2 separate regions of the Danio rerio genome follow, and region 1 is linked to region 2. Evidence: chromatin contacts called from public Micro-C data. All regions are on one chromosome and are shown on one strand. Each heading gives the region's core, a stretch centred on a gene start, on an enhancer-like site or on the middle of the called end of the contact. The rest is flanking DNA. Distances are from core to core; before and after follow the strand shown.

What was found. A called contact is a pair of places that touch in the nucleus more often than the background predicts.
Region 1: a Micro-C map of caudal fin shows a contact between it and region 2, with 3 times the contacts expected there. The contact joins two enhancer-like sites. A contact is called at or near these places in 1 of 18 Hi-C or Micro-C datasets (caudal fin) and 1 of 4 datasets of contacts at active chromatin or transcription factors (caudal fin).

Annotation. Positions count from the first base shown.
Region 1 is chr2:3,523,184-3,525,883 of GRCz12tu, forward strand. No RefSeq gene overlaps it. Among named protein-coding and RNA genes, the nearest start is that of snap47, 47 kb to the right of the region's middle. Within about 2 kb of position 1,433, at least 1 of the 62 cell types and tissues checked has an H3K27ac peak or open chromatin away from gene starts, as enhancers often do. A contact at or near this core is called in caudal fin, where this site is marked.
Region 2 is chr2:3,388,164-3,390,863 of GRCz12tu, forward strand. All of the region lies in intron 1 of wnt9a (wingless-type MMTV integration site family, member 9A), which reads left to right. Among named protein-coding and RNA genes, the nearest start is that of wnt9a, 23 kb to the left of the region's middle. Within about 2 kb of position 1,353, at least 1 of the 62 cell types and tissues checked has an H3K27ac peak or open chromatin away from gene starts, as enhancers often do. A contact at or near this core is called in caudal fin, where this site is marked.

The DNA of each region.
Region 1 (2,700 bases), core at 183-2,682, 140 kb after region 2:
CTTTTTAAGACCCCCCAGAAACCCTGATTCATGTGAATTAGCCACTAAATCAAAAAGTTTTTGCTTTCAAAAAGAATTGCTGTGTGATTGTGTTGGAAATTCTAGCGTTGTTCAAGTGCAACAAACTATTGATCAGGGGCGTTCAGTACTTCAGAAATTGAAAGGATGGAGTTTGGGATCTTGATAGCTGACAAAACATTAATATGAATTCATTTGTCATTTAAGGTGAGGAAAAAAATGCAGCACAAAGCATTTTGCCAACTACGATATGATCCTGGATTAATATTTATGTTGATCCTGGAACATCGTTTATGTTTGAAAATGTAATCCATACCTAAACCCTACTCCTAAACACAACCATAGCTGTAAATGATTCCACCGAACACCACAAAACAGTCCGAGTTTTTTTTATTTATCCATATTTTTATCAAGTAAAGTTAATTTACTATTACATTCAAAAGTCCCTTAAGTGACTGTCGGAAATCAAGATCTGGCTGCAACAACATATTTGTGACCCTGGACCACAAAAACTCTCATTATTATTATTATTATTATTATTATTATTATTATTATTATTATTATTATTATTTTATTATTATTATTATATATAATATTATTATTTTATTTTTATTATTTTATTATATATATATATATATATATATATATATATATATATATATATATATATATATATATATATATATATATATATATATATTGTTATTATTATTATTATTATTATTATTATTAATAATAATAATAATAATAATAATAATAATAATAATAATAATAATATGGGTCAAAATTCTAGGTTATGTTTCTATTATGCTAAAAATCATTCAAATATTAAATAAATATCCTGTTTTATTTTGATATTTGCAAATGTCCTAGTCTAAATATATAGAAATGTTTCATTATTAATGTGCATTTCTAAGCATTTTTTTTACACTTTAAATTAAATTTTTCATTATTTAGATTTTTTTTAACCCTCAGATTCCAAATTGTATTACACACATCAATGAAAGCTTTTGGAGTGATGTATGAATCTCAATGTTAATAAAAAAGACCTTTATGGCTGGTTTTGTGGTCCAGGGTCACAAACATGTTGTTGCTACCAGATCTTGATTACTGACATTCACACTGCAAAATTAACTTTACTTAATATAAATATTGATAAATAACAATTTTGTGTCTTTTTTTAGGAGTTCAAGAGTTCATTTAAAGTATTTTTGTTTCTATTAATATCTTTCTTTCTTTGGCATACACAAAATATGCTGATGAAAGTACCTTTACCAACATTTTCTGAGCACTTTTATCATTACATCTGTTCAGTACATACGTGACAAATCCTGTGTGAGATGTGTGTGTACAGTATGTTTGTGTTTAAGCATCTGTATGTCTCTTGGGAAGGCACTGCCACCTCATGGCTATTTCTGGCAATAGCCATACTCTTTAAGGGATAGTTTCACCAAAACTATTTTTTACTTCCTTATCTTGTTCAAAGCCTATTTGAGTTTCTTTCTGTTTGAACACAAAAGTGATTTTGAAGAAGGTTGCTGGTCCTAATATGGAAGTGAATAGGTGCCAGCAGCAACTAGCATTCCTCAAAATATCTTTCGTGTTGAACAGAAGAAAAAACTCATAGTAGTTTAAAACCACCCGAGGGAAAGTAATTGGCAGGGTACATTTCAATTTGGGGAGTATTGTCCCTTTAATTTACTGAAATCTTAAATTGTCAAAAGCCTTAAAGTCAAATTTATGACAAAGTTGAAATTACGAAATAAAAAGTCAATTTACAAAGAAACTTTCTCATGATATTGACACATTTTCTTATAATAATAACTTATTTTCTCATAATAATGACACATTTTCTCATAATAAGAACTTATTTTCTCATAATAATGACACATTTTCTCATAATAATGACACATTTTCTCATAATAATAACTTATTTTCTCATAATAATGACACATTTTCTCATAATAATAACTTATTTTCTCATAATAATGACACATTTTCTCATAATAATGACACATTTTCTCATAATAATAACTTATTTTCTCATAATAATAACTTTTATTCTCATAATAATGACAAATTTTCTTATAATAATAACTTATTTTCTCATAATAATGACACATTTTCTCATAACAATAACTTATATTCTCATAATAATGACACATTTCCTCATAATAAGAACTTATTTTTTCATGATAATGACACATCTTCTCATATAATAACTTATTTTCTCAAATAATACCTTATTTTCTCATAATAATGACAATTTTTCTCATGATAACTTATTTTCTCATATTAAAAACTTTTATTCTCATAATAATAAAATTTATTTTTCATAATACTAACTTATTTTCTTACAATAATGACTTATTTTCTCATAATAATAACTTATTTTCTTATAAAAAAATAACTTATTTTCTCATATTAATGACATATTTTCTTATAATAATAACCTTTTTTCTCATAATAATGACTTTTCTCATAATGACACATTTTCTCATAATAATAACTTATTTTCTTATAATAATAACCTTTTTTCTCATAATAATAACTTATTTTCTCATAATAATGACTTATTTTCTCATAATAAAACATGTTCTCATAATAAAAAACTTATTTTCTTATAATAATAACTTATTTTTCTCATAATAATGACACATTTTCTCATAATAATACCTTATT
Region 2 (2,700 bases), core at 103-2,602:
CCAATTATACAAAAATCCTGCGAAATGCTTGATTTTTAAAAAAGTGTTTTCAAGGTTTGAAAGGTGCTTGGAATTTAGACAAAGTGCTTGAAGCTGCTTGAATTTGGAATTGCAGGGCTCGAAATTGCAACAGTTTTGGTTGCAAATGCACACCAAATTTTATCTACGCGAGCTCAAAATATATTTGGGAGCATTTGTGCGAGTGCATAAAATTGCTGCTGTGGGACCAGTTTTCATTGCAAAAATGTTCACCGCATGCACGTATTTAAGAAGGCATTCCCGCAAAATGCATATTTGCACTTAAAAACGCGAAACACAGCGCTCAAAAAAACAGTCGGCATATCAACTTGCTGCAGTAAACAAAGCCTGCAATGCCTGCTCCGCCTTAAAGCTCTTCTGATTGGCCCACTGCTCTTGAACTGAATGCGGATGAATTATTAAATATCAGCTGTCAATCACTCAGCCAATGCCTTACTTCAAATGACAAGGAGCTACAGCCACAAAAGTGTAAAGGTCTGGGAACATGAGAATGAAAATAACGCTGACAGATTTTATTTTAGAAACCACCTAAAGTTACTAATAACGGCCCATTTTACCCTTTTTTTCCTCAATAAATCTAAGTATTCAACAATTTAAGTTGAGATGTCATATTGTCATTTTTTTTTCAGTAGGGATCACATTAACCCCTGCTAAAAAATCCAGCTTAAACCAGCCTAGGCTGGTTGGCTGGTTTTAGCTGGTCGACCAGGCTGGTTTTAGAGGGGTTTTGGCCACTTCCAGGCTGGTTTCCAGCCATTTCCAGCCTGGTCTTAGCTGGTAAGGCTGGAAAATGACCAGCTAAATCCAGCTAAAACCAGCTTGACCAGCCTGGTTTAAGCTGGACATAGCTGGTTTTGGCTGGGCTTCCAGCCTGGCTAGGCTGGTCAAGCTGGTTTTAGCTGGATTTAGCTGGTCATTTTCCAGCCTGACCAGCTAAAACCAGGCTGGAAATGGCTGGAAATCAGCCTTGAAGTGGCCAAAACCCCTCTAAAACCAGCCTGGTTGACCAGCTAAAACCAGCCAACCAGCCTAGGCTGGTTTAAGCTGGATTTTTCAGCAGGGACATTGTTCACTACTAAAAAAAACAGTTAGCCTACCACTCAATACAGTACACAACACCTGTATACATAGCATTCCTTCACAGCCACCACTGACTCAAAAAGCTGCAACAAATAGGCACATCCAGCAGTCTTTACCATATATCCACCTGTCAAACGCTAATCAGCAGCAATCGCTAACCTGCCACACTAACCGCACCCCTCAGGTAAACATTAGCTTTAGCGTGATCATTATGAAGGGAGTCATTAGGATTTTGGCTGCCACACGCGTGGGTGGAAAGATGTAAAACAGGCTGCCACTGCTGCTTGGCTGGATCTACCACTATTGCTAAGCTAAACGCTAAATGCTAAATGGGACAGCAATGCAGTCTGAAATGCATCCAGCTCACTAGAGGAGCTAATGTTCTTCTACCTGTGAAGTTGGAGGTTGTTTTGGCTACACGTTGTTTGGTCCCACTGTATATTTGGTGGCCTTAACTATTATTTACTTGCATCAGAACATAAATACAATGCACTTACTGTGTTTATATTGTTCTGAGGTGGGATTTGGGTAGGGTTAGGGACAGATTTGGTGGTATGGGTAGGTTTGAGGGTGGGTTAAGGTGTAAGGGATGCTCAGCAGTGTAATCAAAGATGTAATTACATGCAGGTATTTAATCAATCATAAGCACAACGTAAAAATGTGTATGTACACAATAAGTATGTTGTAAGAAATTATTAATTTCAGTGTAATTACATATTAATTAAGGCCAGCTAATATTAAGTATATACGTTTTAGTGTAACTCCATTTAATGACTGAGTAATATTAATTATTTACGTGTAAGGTTGGGGCTAATTATGGTTGGGGTTAAAATGTGGGTTAGGGTTAGTTAGACGTAACTATTCATAATAAATCATTGTAACTACTATAGTATGTGCTTAGAACATGTGTTACCTTAAATTAAAGTGTTACCGGTTGTTTTTAGTCGGCGTCTGAAATCCCAGAACCTGAGTAGGTGCTTATTTTGATTGCTAAAATAGGTTTTATATGCATGTAGCATGAATGCAATTGTCTTTGTTACATTCACTATGTTGTATCATTGACACAGTGAGCTGTTTTTCTAGTTGAGGCAGTGATTTTCAATCCCTTTAGTCCCTCAAGGACATGTTCTGACAACAGATTCAGGTCAAGCACAGTCAAGGTTGGAGGTCAGAGATTCATTTCACTGACACAGAGCAGATATTAAGCATTACATTTGCTTGCTATTAGAGCTGCATGACACTGGAAAAAACTGATATTGCGATATTTTGTTTTTCTGCAATATATATAATGTGTTTTTAATTTGAAACGAACATTACAGAGCGTTATGACACTGTTCCTTTTCGCTCTCACCAGCTGACCGCTGACCGATTTACGAATTATTTGAATTTACGAATTGGGTTTGTGTTTTTACGAATGCGGTTTGAATTTATGAATTGTGTTTTGGTATTTACAAATCACATTTTAAATTTACGAATTGTGTTTTGGGCATTTACGAATTGCGTTTTTAATGTACAAATAGAATAAAAAATTTTTACGAATTGCGGTGCATTTCAGTTTCAGTCGATTGGTGAGTCAGTCAG